Linked DNA regions of Gossypium hirsutum: region 2 is linked to region 1. Evidence: chromatin contacts called from public Hi-C data. All regions are on one chromosome and are shown on one strand. Each heading gives the region's core, a stretch centred on a gene start, on an enhancer-like site or on the middle of the called end of the contact. The rest is flanking DNA. Distances are from core to core; before and after follow the strand shown.

Region 1 (6,600 bases), core at 2,853-5,352:
TTGATAACATGTTGATTACGACTAAGGATCCATCTAAAATTAAACAACTTAAAATCATGTTTAACTCTAAGTTCGAGATGAAGGATTTAAGTGCAATAAAGAAAATTTTGGGGATAAAAATTTGAAGGGATAGACGTTTCGAGAAATTTTTCTTGTGGCAACAAAGATACATAAAGAAGATATTAAGCAGTTTGAGATGCAAGACTCAAAACTAGTAAGTACTCACTTAGCTACACATTTTAAACTTTCAATTTTAAATTCCCTTTAAAATGAAGAAGAAGAAGAAGAAGAAAGGTATATGTCAAAAGTACCTTACTCAAGTGCAGTCGGAAGTTCAATGTATACAATGGTATGAACTCATCCTAATATTTCACATGTTATTAGTATTGTTAGTAGATACATAGTCAAAACAGGTAAGTTACACTAGCATGCAGTTAAGTGGATTTTTAGATATTTGCGGGTACTTCAAATATGTGCTTAAAGTTCGAAAGAAGCCAAAAGAGTTTAGTCGGATATATTGATTTAGATTATGTAAGAGACTCAGTTGAAAGGAGGTCTCTCACATGTTATCTATTTGATTTCAAAAATTGTGTCATTAGTTGGAAAACTATACTTTAAGCCACAATGGCTTTGTCAACTACTGAAGCTGAATACATGGCAATCACTGAAGTTGTAAAGGAAGCAATTTCGTTAAGAGTCTTGTTTAGCGAATTGGTTAATAAGAGAGGGTATCGTATATTATAATTATCAAAATGTCATACATCTCACCAAAGATCAGATGCACCCTGAAAGGACAAAGCAATAGACATTCGATATCATTTGGTTCGAGAGGTAATCATTCAAGGAGATGTTCAAATTCACAAAATTGTCACAGAACACAATTCGACCGACATGTTGACAAAAAGTCTTCCAGTTTCAAAGTTCGAGCACTACTTGGACTTGGTAAGTATTCGATGAAGATCAAATTAGGCCCGTGATAGGGCTTGGCAAAAGAGTTAAGTGAAATACAAGTCAAGGTGGAGATTTGTGGAGTATGCCTCGCATTTCAGACAAAACAGTAAGTGACATCCCGATGAGATAAAGCTCGACGTCATGCCTCGCATTTCAGACAAAACAGTAAGTGACATCCCGACGAGATAAAGCTCGACGTCACGACGAGAAACCAACATCACAACGAGAAGAAAATCTTCGTCTTGACGATGGAAAAGCCACTTCACAATGTGGTGATGTGTTTCTCAAGTTTCTCAGTTTTCTTTTCTCAGTTAAACTCTATTTTAGGTTCTCACTTAAACTTTGATTAACCTAAGGATATTCTAGTTATAAAAGTTATGAATTTCAACCTATGAATAAGCTTTAGTTACCCTAGGTTTATACAACAATATAAAATATACAGATTGAGAGAATTCTGTGCTTTTGAGTTTGAAGGGTTTTTCTTTTGGGGTTTCTAGTTTTTTCTTTCTTTGATTCTCTCCATCTTTGTACATATTTTATATTAGTGAAATCTCCTTTCCATGGTTTTTATCCTCTTTTTGAGGAGTTTTTTCATGTAAATTTGTGTGTTCGATCTTTTCAATTTCTTTTTTACTATTCTTGTTCGTTGCATACACAAGTTTATCCCCAACAATACATACTCTAAAGACATAACTCTAATATGCTCTAACATTTTTAATTTCTTTGCAACCTACACCCAACAAATTCTAAGGACTATCCTGTTTAATACATCAACATTTTGCATCTTATAAGACAAGGAGAAGGGTACAAAAGCCAAATATGATTTCAAAGAAAATTTATATAATTAGAACAAACAGGAAAGAAAAAGCCTAAAAGGGATAGAAGATGTGGGGTTTTGTATTTGACCCCAAAAGTTGCTAAAGTGCAAAGCCCAAAGTTGTTGTGAGCTGAAATTGAGCATTGTCCACTCTATTTTGCCCAAAAAAGGGTCCAAGTTATATACCCTTGTTGAGAGAACAATCCAGATGAGGGGCTAGAAATAAAAACGAAGTCAACAACTATTGGCTGAGCTTTGTCTTAACTATGAACTCATCTTCGCACTTTGTTTGGTGACAGTTTCCCTCCGGCCAGATGACATGATAAATTCCAACTTACTTGTACAGTTTTGTCCCCCATCTTTTCCCCCAAGAGAAACAAGAATAGCATTGCTCACTATAACAATACAAATTTGATGACACCGAGTGATGAAAGTGAATGGCAAATAGGCAATATTCCATTCATACCATTTTCATGCCTACTGCGGAAACTCAGTTTCACTTAAATTTCCTGGTAACTAAAGTAAGATTGAATTGCAGAAAAATATGCAGCGTTGTCAGACTTCCAATCTGCAACTTGTTTGTTTCTTTGAGAAAGTGACAAGAAGAAGCAGATAGGAATGATATAGTTTAAAATATTCATTGATGATATGGATAGATTTAAATTAAAAGAGAATTTTCTCGTTGACTTTGGGATTTGGAGTGCCTGTGACATTTCCTAATCTCCCATTGAATGCAACACCAGTGAATATCTAGCATGCGTCAATGTGGCCGAAATTTCCCTGGAATTTCCATTGAGATAAGAGTATGTATTCTGAGTCTTCCTATGAAAAACACAATCATGGACCCTGGTCATCAATAATTGTGTAATAAGATGCCTTCTAAGCTCCCAATTCACAGCTATGAAAGACCAGCTGATATGGTACATTTATAACTACAATACAAATACTTCACATTTATCATAAAAAAAATTACAATGTTAAATTAAATTGATACACTAGACTAAAACTCACACATGAAGAAATTCGAAAATTTACACATACTAACACATAATAAATCTTGAATTTAAGTACTCAATACCCAAAATCTCTACTTTCACTAATTGTACCAAGTTTGATTGGTAACATTAATTTTTCTCGAGTATATTCATATGAGCGCATATATATATACATACGACATTTACCTAAGCTCAAATAACAGTGAAGGCTAGCTTGGGTAATCCTATAATGAATTATTTCTTCAAAATAGAATTAAAAGCAAACTTGACTTGTTTAAACATTCCATATCCAAATTTGACTTTACACATTTTCATCTTGAATAAATAAAATTCATGTTAGTTTCCTAGCATTGGAAAAGTTGGCATATGGAAGAAAATCCTTTTTAAATTTGTAAATATACACTCAATTGCAAGAAGAAACTCTATCATGCCATCTTTATGTCCCCACAAGAAAACCCCCAAAAGGGAGAAAAAGAAACTTAGAATAGTCACACAAATCAATAGAATATATGAAGGGTTAATATACAATTAGGCCCCTCAACTTATTCATTTATACTTAAGTGGTTCCTAAACTTTATTTTGGACCTAATCAATTCGATAGAGCCATGCGATAACAATGTGCTAAGTGAAAAAACATAAATTAAAAAAATATATATAAATGTAAATATATAAATTATGTTTGTCACGTGACATTATGAGAGGTTGCCACATGATATCACCGCATTAGTTATAAATGTTACGATAATACAAACTAATGATGTTAGTGTGAATGGACTAACTTAATTGATAGAATACAAGTTTAAGAATAAATTGAATCCAAAAATATTTAAGAATAATCTAGGTACAAATAAATAAATTTAAAGGCCAAATTATATATTATCTCTTATATCAACTCCAAATTCTTTTACCAGCAAGGGAAGTAGGAAAGGAATAGGAACTTTCTTAAGCATTAATTAAAAAGTTTGCATTTGATGCACCATATATGAATTTATATACTATTAATAAATTGTACTATGGTATGTTATTAAAAAAATGAAAATTTACTAGCTAAAACAATATAATTTGTAATTATAATTGCATGAAAAAGAAAGAAAGAGAAAAAAGTGTGCACCTTTCCGAGAGTGGAGATTCAGTGCGGGAGGCCACAAACATTGAAACAAAATGGTCGCCCCTATTTGTTTGCCACATGGTAAAGGGCATGAAAAGCGATCGCTTAACGTGGGCCTATCGTTGATCTATGAACACGTGGCAATTCCTTATTAGTTGAGGCAATGTGGAATCTAGGTCCTTCTAAGAAGACAAAAGAGAATACGCACATAGAGATGGAGAGAAAGCGATGTTTTCTAGGCATTGAATCGCTCTCTATAAATCAAATCTCTCTCGTTTCTATTTATTAAGATCCCAAAGATCAAAACTGTAATTAAAAGAAAAAAAAAATTCTTTTTAAAAAAATTACAGAGTAAAAAAGAAAAAAGAGAATGAATCAGAAGCTGAGTGGAAACAGAGAAACTCCAGGATTTTGGTAAGCACAGTTTTTTTTTTTTTACTTTTGATTCATATATTTCTATTGTGTTTGGTTGCTGAGAGAATTTAATGAACAGATAATTTAGGAGAAATTCAATGATAAAAAATAAGATCGGATTTATGGATTCAATCGAAATTTAGAACTGTTTTCTTTTTTGGAAGTGAAACATAGAAGTGCTTAAAGAATAAAGAGACTGGATTAGTAAAAATGGGAGATAAGTTGGAAATCGAGAACGAATAAAATATAAACGATGAAAAGCTGTTAAAAATCTAATAAAACCGGAAATGATATAATATTTTCATTGATTTGGACTCTTTTTAGCCCAAGCGATCATAGATTGAAAGGCCCAAATTGGGGCCCTTAGGGCATCTGATTGATTTTCAATTATTCTTTTTCTTTAATTCGTCCTTTTAACTGACCAACTGCTCTACGGTCTCATTCTGTTCTCTTCTTCGGTTCTTCACATCTTCTTCATTCAGTTTAAGGTTAGATCTTTGAGTATTTTATTTTTATTCCCTGAATGTTTGTCTGGTTTGGATGGGTGTTCATCTGTCGATCTGGTGATATTGAAGTCGCTCTTAACGATACAATTTCCAATTTTGATTTGGTCAAACACAAAACCGAGCTTGGGTTCTTTCTCTTTTAGTGCCAAACCAGAAATATATAATGATTTCTTTTCTTTTCTTTTTTTGGTCAAGTTTTAAGCAACTTTGAGCGCAGCTTTCCCATGTATAAATCATGAAAATGACGACCTTAGCATGCAGGAATTGTTTTTTGCATCGCCTTTTCTATTTAGGAAATGTTCTATCAATATTGGATGCCGCCAAGTCTTGCTGAACACGAAACTAAAACCTGCTTATTAAACATGTTAATATCTTTAGAATTCTTTTTTTATATACTTCTTTTATACTGATTTTCGTTTGCTTCTTTTTGAAAAATTTTGATTTTTTTTTATAATTTATGCTGACCTATCCTTTCAATTGGTTGAACCGGAAATCAGATATGCTACTGGGTAACTCCAGTTTTTTACTCCTTGGTTAATTGTTTCTAATGTATAAATTTGCAAAAAAAAAAAATGTGGAATGGGTTATGGAAGAAAAGCGGTATTCTTTATTTGCTCTTTTATTGCTTTTCTTATTGTTTTGGGGACAAATAGATTGGTAATTTTTAATGCTTAGTGGGTTTTTGTTAATTTACTTTGTTGATCATGATGTTACTTTAAATTTTTTTTTTGCTTTCAGGTCCACTGTTGAAGATAGGAAGTAAAGTTTCAACTTTTAACTTAAGCTATTTTGATTTTTCTTCAATTACTTGAAGAACTTTTTCTTCAGCATTGAATTTCAATGGGGAGAGGTGGAGAAGACTATGGGAAGAGAGAAAAAGTCAGTGCTGCTTCTTCCAAGGTAGAAAATTTTCCTGCTTGGGCAAAGGATGTGAAGCAATGTGAAGAAAACTTCCAAATGAATCGAGAATTAGGGTTATCAAGTGCTGAAGTTGAGAAAATGAGGGAGATTTATGGATGGAATGAGTTAGAAAAGCATGAGGGCACATCAATTTTTCAACTAATTCTGGAGCAATTTAATGACACATTAGTTAGGATATTATTGCTTGCTGCTATTATATCGTTTGTTTTAGCTTGGTTAGATGGTGATGAAGGAGGGGAGAAGGAGATAACAGCTTTTGTGGAGCCGCTTGTTATATTCTTGATCTTGATAGTGAATGCCATTGTTGGAATATGGCAAGAAAGCAATGCAGAAAAAGCCTTGGAGGCTCTGAAGGAAATTCAATCGGAGCAGGCAAATGTAGTTCGAGATGGTAAGAAGGTCTCAAATTTGCCTGCAAAGGAGCTTGTTCCAGGTGATATTGTGGAGTTGAGAGTTGGTGATAAGGTACCCGCAGATATGCGGGTTTTGACTTTGATAAGCTCAACTGTAAGAGTTGAACAGGGATCATTGACCGGAGAGAGTGAAGCTGTGAGCAAGACTGCAAAGGTTGTTCCTGAGAATACAGATATTCAAGGGAAGAAATGTATGGTTTTTGCTGGAACAACTGTGGTCAATGGAAATTGTATCTGCATGGTCACTCAGATAGGCATGAATACGGAGATTGGGAAGGTGCATTCACAGATTCATGAAGCATCGCAGAGCGATGATGATACCCCGTTAAAGAAGAAGTTGAATGAGTTTGGAGAGGCTCTAACAATGATAATTGGAGTGGTTTGTGCGTTGGTTTGGCTTATTAATGTGAAATATTTTCTTTCTTGGGAATATGTTGATGGCTGGGCTAGCAACTTTAAGTTCTCATTTGAGAAG
Region 2 (6,861 bases), core at 2,187-4,686, 290 kb before region 1:
TCAGCAACTTACCTTCGTTCAAAGCCCTTTTGCATGCTTTTATTTTACATTTCACCATGTATAGCATGTCTCCCTCTTCAGCTCCAGCTTTAGCGCCACAACCACCGAAGTGGAATCCCTTGCTAATTCTCTCAGTTGCTATTGTTTCTATCATCTTCATGCTACTTAGTTCCTACACGGTTTTGAGACGACTCTGCCGTGAATTTAATGCTGCAATATTCCCCAGAAATCAGCTTCAAAGCCGGATTCTAAGTGATCAGAGCAACTTTGACAATCCTTCTTCACAACCTCAGAGCAATGCACTGGAATCTACTGTTCTCAACTCCCTTCCAATATCTCAATTCAAGAAGGGAAATAAAGAACCGCAGTGGCCGAGCAACACTGATTGTGCAGTTTGTTTGGCTGAGTTTGAAGAAGGAGAATGGCTAAAACATTTATCAAGTTGCACACATGCCTTCCACGTTTCTTGCATCGACACATGGTTTCGATCACACTCAAGCTGCCCACTTTGCAGATCAAGTGTTTTCAATCTAACAGAAAGGCCTGAATGTTCTGTTTAGACGTTCGCAATTTTGGTGACTTTATAGATAGAAGATCTTTTGGGGCTGAACCAGAGATTTGATTCAAAAGGTGGCCCCTATAACTACGGTTTTGTATAAATAGCTAACATTCAAGCAGTGAACCATTTTTAAACAAATGCCCCAAAGCATGTAAATCAAAAATCACCTTCTGTCTTAAGTTGAACCAGAGATGGCTAATTGGCAACAACAATGCAATATTACAAACTTTTAAGTGCTAATAAAAATAAAAATACCTGCTCAATGTCTCGAAATAATTTCTCTTTGCAAACAAAAGGAAAATAAATGCTCAACAAGGTAGCTACCAACTAGCCTAGATAATACCAATTTTGTTTGCAACGTCCAAGGCATCGTATTCGGGTGTCAACCTAACATATGCTTTCTTTGTTCCATCAGGCCTGGATTAAGAGAAACATAACCAAAAAATTAATATCTAAAACACTAAAGCTGTAGACATCAGATGAATATGAAGAGATGAAACAAATGAGTCGTCAAGAAGCCTAATTGCAGAACACAAGCAAGCAAATGTATGTAATACTGCAGAAAACAAAGAAAACCGTTGCTCTAAAGCAAATCAACAGAGAAATGATCTCAAAGTTGATAATTAGATTTCGAAAACATACACAACCAATGTATTATTCTTTTGCAGTTCTTCACATTTAGCATACACCGAACCAAATATTCAATGAATATCAAAGATCTTACTAGTCTACAAACTGTAGTAGTAACAATTATATCAAACCGCTACTCATTCTTGGGCTATATGAAATAAGTTGTAGTGGGTATACTATTATAAAAGATTACCTGATCAAGGTGTTAACTTTCTTGGCCTGAATATCATACATCTTCTTGACAGCATCTTTAATCTTCTTCTTATCAGCACGAATGTCAACAATGAAAACCAAAGTGTTGTTGTCTTCAATCTTCTTCATTGCAGACTCAGTCGTGAGGGGAAACTTGAGAATCTGATAATGATCAAGCTTGTTCCTTGGTGGAGCACTAATGCGTGGGTACTTTGGGGTCCTATCCTTCTTCAAGGTCCTTGGCCTGTGGAATGTAACCTTGGTTCGGATCTTCTTGGCCTTCTTCTTAAATGTGGCTCCAGATTTCACTGCTTTCGCTGCTTTCAAGGCCTGTGCCTTTGGATCTGATTTCTTCTCAACTACATAATTTACACACGACAATCAATATAAATTACAAAATTCTATAAACAAGGATTACGAAGAAAAATTATGTAGAAGCAGAGTATAATGTTCAGAATCAATAAAATTCAAATCCAAAATACCTTTGGGGGCCATTGGTTGCGGCTGCCTCAAACCCTTGTAAACCCTAAAGCAGAACAAAGAAAATCAATTTTTATATATAAAAAAGCCGAAATCACTTCGAAACAGAAAATAGGGAAATGAAAAATATAAGATAAAATAGGGCAGCAAGAGAGACCTGTCGATGAAGAAGCGGAGCCGTTAGGGTTTGCTAGTAACAGGCGAAGAAGAAATTAGGGTTTATATAGATAGGGTTTTCAAATTCACTCTAGTTTCCAGTGGCTCAAAGTCACGGGCCAAGCCCACTGTATCCAAAAACAATATAACACAGATAAAGGCCTGGGTTAGTTTTTTCCAGTTCAAGCCGTTTGTAGTCATTTTACTTTTGTTTTTAGGAATTTAGTCACTTTATTTTTTCAGATTTTTAAATTTAGGTTTAATTTTTAATATTATTAAATTTATTTTATTAGATTAAAGTTCATTAAAATGTCATTTTTTCAGTTATAATGCCAACAAAATGAGTTTTTTTTTTAATTTCAAAATGTAACACCAATAATTTTAATAATGTTAACAATCGGATCTTAATTTTAAAATCTAAAAGGTAAAAGGACTAAATTCTCAAAATAAAAGAATATGGATCAAATTTTAAGTTTATGAAGAGTACATAGACCTATGACATAATTAACCAAAAACAAATTATAAAAGAGAGGGGTTACCCAATTTAGGGTTTTCTACAATGCAATATTAATCCAATTTAGGGATTACTCAACATCCTCTTTATCTTTGAATAATCTAAATAAAACAAAGGTTATGATACGATAATAATCCTAAAAGCTTACATCGGATTAATTTACGTTACGGTTTTGTATATAAGCATGCATGTAGACATGGGATCCACACCAACTGCAAATTCTTATAGCATTATTAGAGATTACATCCAGCAGGTTTGGAATTCGAGTAATATTAATCAGTAATTGGTTTGACCACGGGTGGAGATGCAGATGGAGATGACCAGAGCCGGGCATTCTTCACCTTGGACACGCTTTCTAGAACGCTTGAAGGTATTACATCGCCAATTACCGTCACTTTCTTTGTGGCCAAATCTATACTAAATGATGTCACTCCTGCAAACAAAACAAATGTTGAATAACACCATGTCTACCTAGCTTCTAATATGATACTGCATTTTTCTTTACGACCAATAATAACTACTTTGGGTTTTATGCTTTGCTTTAACATTAAGAAACATGTTACAAAAGCATGGTCAGATAATATAAGCAAAAGCTTTTCAATCTGTTGCTGAAACTGACCTTCCATTTTCGGGATTTGTTTCCTTACTTTTCCTTTACATCCTTTGCAGTGGATTGATACCCGCAAAACCACCACATGCTTAGGCTTTGCTGGGACATGGTCAGAGTCTGATAAACAATCGATAAAGGGCCTATCACTTAGAAGATATCTGGTGGAACCGTTGGTTGGAGGACTAGTTAGATCATGAATATGGGCTGAGCTTTTACGACGTACATCACTTGGCTTAACAGGCTTGTTTCTAGTCGTAGGAATTATAGGCGCAGTTGTGATGAGCAAGGTGAATATGGTTTAGACTTTTGAGGATCAAGAGGCCTATGGCCATGGCGGACCATGGAGCGATGGTCCAAGCGTGAGCAGGTGGCTATGGAAGCTGGAGAAGCACAGAAAAGATGCATTCCCTTCATGACACACTGAAGTTTTGTTGAAGTAAATATGGTATAGTTTTGAGGAAGAAAAGCTGAAATAGAGTTACAAAAGAGTAATAAAGGATCTTGATAAGGCCAACTAATCCGTTTTTGTAATAGGTGGATTAAGGAGAGAGAAAGGGAAAGAGAGGGAAAAATTTTAAATATGGGTAAATTACATTCAATGTAGTAAGTTTAATTTTAAGAAGTTACAAAATGGTCGCTAAATTTTTAAAAGTTTTCATTTAAGTCACTAAATTATTTGGAATTTTTAATTAAGTCATTGGCTATTGAGATTTTTTTTCCTTAAAAAAAACTCTAGTTAGCAAGCTCCAAACGACGATTCGACAATCGATATGGTGAATCAATATTCATCGACAAGTAGAAGAACATTCTTTAGATCCAAACCGATCTGACGATCAGTGTCAGAGATAAAAGAAGAAAGTTGTTTGGATTTTAGTTCACAGATTCCAATATTCAAGGTTGTTTCATAGAAAAAAATAAACTGTAATGTAAAAGAGAAGGGGAACGTGAGCGTTGTTCTATTAGTGTAGGCAGTACAAATAGAAACAGTCATACAACGCCTATTTTAATAGTCCAGTAACTTAAATGAAAACTTTCGAATAGTTTATTTGTCATTTTATAACTTATTAAAATTGAGTAATTAAAATGTAAAGTTACTAATAATTTAATCACCTTAGATATACTTATAAATAAATTATAAGGCAAGATTTAATCCAATTTATTCATATGCAATTATTTTGTACCATGTTTTTAAAGTGGTGACGTAAAATTGAAATTCTCAATTTAGTCTATTAACACTCCAGTAATCTGATTCAGTCTATTAAAATAATATCAAAATTTGAATCCCCATGATGATTAACAATAGACCGGGGAATATGGGATGGGCACCGGCAGAGCGGAAGCAGCTTCACAATATGTATAAATTAATCCTATTTTATTTCAATAAACTAAGATATCCATTGTTATTCTCTAACTTATTCATGGTAATTAATATAAAGGACGACCCACTTCATTTGTTCTCAGTTTCATTGTCCTTCTCTTGTGACCTCTATCACTTTCATTTCATGCAACTTTTTGTAATAAAAAACAGTAGATAATATTGTGGGTAACCACTGGTCAACAAGTTGTTCTTTCTCCTACGTCCAACAATTATACTTGTATGTTAATAATATTAATCTTAGTTTAGCATTTCTCAAAAGTATTCTTGAATTAGAAAACGCTTTTAAACAAAAAATTAAAATTTTCTATTTTTATTCTTGATTAAAAAAATATTTTTGCAAAACATTTTTTTTAAATAATTTTAAAAATATTTTTATTTCAAAAGTATTTTTATCTCAAAAATACTTTTTAAAAATAATATTAAACAACCCTAAATTCGAACTGCAGACATTTATTTTATGAACCAGTCTTAAATTCTACATGTTAACATTTGGTTAGGTTAATGTGAAAAGTTGATTTTATCTTTGTTTGTAATTTAATTCCAAAATCAACCAGTAGTATTTTACCTTAGAAAGCAGCTCAACCTTTCTTTTAAAAAATACTATTAAATATGAAGCACTTACACACCATTAACTTGTATGCGAAGTTACCTTAATTGATAGGGAACTGAACCAGACGATCCTTTTCTGAAAGGTTAAAAAATGTGTAGCTAGGTCATTCTTATTCAATGAAAATGTTAAATGTAGGTTTTCACCTTTTTGAGAGCAAGGAATCGGTTGCATCAATCATCGTCATGGTCGGAAAAACATTTTATCTTTCACTTTAATTACCTATAAAAAATTTTGATCATATTCACCATCAATAACAATAATTAATCCTCTTGTCACGAGAGTTCTTTGAAGAAATAAACAATTAGTTATGAAATGCGTTTCATTCTCATAAGTAAAGATAGAATTCGATCATATAATTAAAGGATGAGATAAACAACCATCATACTACACTTAATGATTTAGCCATAAAATCTTTGCATACTATGGAATTAGCATCTTTATTATCGCTTTTCCCCTAAAATTTTCTTTCTAGTATACCATTGTCCATCACATTCATTCGGGATTGAATAAGAGGCGTACTAAAACTTAATATGTTAAACTCTTTTCTGAAAGTAAAAGATCTTACCATCAAATACAACTTCTTTAAATACACACTTTAGTGCAAATATTTGATGAATTTGGGTAAAAGGAAAATTGTTAAAAGTCGAAAGCTAGGCTTCAGCTTGAGCTTCAATATCAAATTTGGGTTTTCCAACTAGTTTCCTCCCCAAAATGAAGATTTAAAACCCAAAATATTTTTCCAAAATTTACACGTGTGGAGTAAGATGTTGTGTTTTATTTTGCTGGATTGGGTCAGTCCAATTCTCTCCACAAAATTTATAATTTAACCCAAAATAGAAGCAACAGCAATAGCGTCAAAAAGATTGAGAGCCGGCCCAATTAAAATAAAAACAAACCGACCACAGTGGGAGTCGAACCCACGCCCTTATGATCCGAAGTCAAACGCGCTAATCCACTGTGCTATGCGGTCTTGTTTGTTTAGTCAATCAAATAATAGTTATTTTAAGGATACAATAAAGAACGTTTTGAAAGCAGTCAAACCCCATGAGATATTTAAAGCAATTTGACTTTGAAATGATGGGAATTATTCCTTCAACCCCTCTCTAGGCTTTGCTACGTTATTTAATTTTATATCCTCGACATTTTCACGTTGTAATCAACAAGTTTGTTTTGCGCAGATATGATTCTTTGCGTAAGATTATCAATATTTACTATATTTAAATCAACCATACATAGGAACATTTGGCCATGGAATGCATAAGGTGAAGAAATTTCATCTCCAAATATATATATATATATATATTGTGGAAGGTAAGCACAACACTTATGGAACCCAGCACGTGAAAGACGTACAATTTTAGGCACAAAGGATTCAGTAATGTTGCTATTCACTTCCAAAATCTAACCAAATTTCCCACATGCAACGTTGCTCAATATGCTTCTATACTTTTTAAAAGTCAATATTTTACCTAAACTTTTCCTTTACCTTCATGTATATGGCTACAATTATTTCCAACAAATCAAACAGGGGATGAGGTAATAATCTTGTTGGATCGAATAATAAAAAATTTAATGTCTCCTTTTAAGTATGATTTTAGTTTTGAATTTTATAAAAGAGAAGAATAATATTAAAAGAATTTTTTCTCCCGTTCTAAAATATACCGACTCAAATTTGGATTTAATCAAACCACAACATAAACTACTAAGTAATAATAAGTCTTAAACCAAAGAA

Evidence for each region. Hi-C and Micro-C count contacts between places; a contact is called where the count stands out from the background.
Region 2: a Hi-C map of leaf shows a contact between it and region 1, with 2.5 times the contacts expected there. The contact joins the promoter of LOC121203658 here to the promoter of LOC107932929 in region 1. A contact is called at or near these places in 4 of 34 Hi-C or Micro-C datasets (callus and leaf).

What each region holds. Positions count from the first base shown.
Region 1 is chrA07:16,173,032-16,179,631 of Gossypium_hirsutum_v2.1, reverse strand. LOC107932929 (calcium-transporting ATPase 1, endoplasmic reticulum-type) reads left to right here and starts at 4,102. Exons shown (of 9, transcript XM_041117655.1): 1 at 4,102-4,285; 2 at 5,530-6,600. The coding sequence starts at 5,632.
Region 2 is chrA07:16,465,670-16,472,530 of Gossypium_hirsutum_v2.1, reverse strand. LOC121203658 (protein SODIUM POTASSIUM ROOT DEFECTIVE 2-like) reads right to left here and starts at 3,436. Exons shown (of 2, transcript XM_041074088.1): 1 at 3,151-3,436; 2 at 2,565-2,964. The coding sequence starts at 3,436. The coding sequence ends at 2,804. It overlaps LOC107941848 (60S ribosomal protein L23A), which reads right to left and starts at 2,144. Exons shown (of 4, transcript XM_016875474.2): 1 at 2,019-2,144; 2 at 1,864-1,907; 3 at 1,383-1,740; 4 at 712-976. The coding sequence starts at 1,876. The coding sequence ends at 892. It overlaps LOC107941841 (RING-H2 finger protein ATL47), which reads left to right and starts at 57. Exons shown (of 1, transcript XM_016875463.1): 1 at 57-560. The coding sequence starts at 57. The coding sequence ends at 560. TRNAR-UCG (transfer RNA arginine (anticodon UCG)) reads right to left here and starts at 6,099; the gene lies at 6,026-6,099.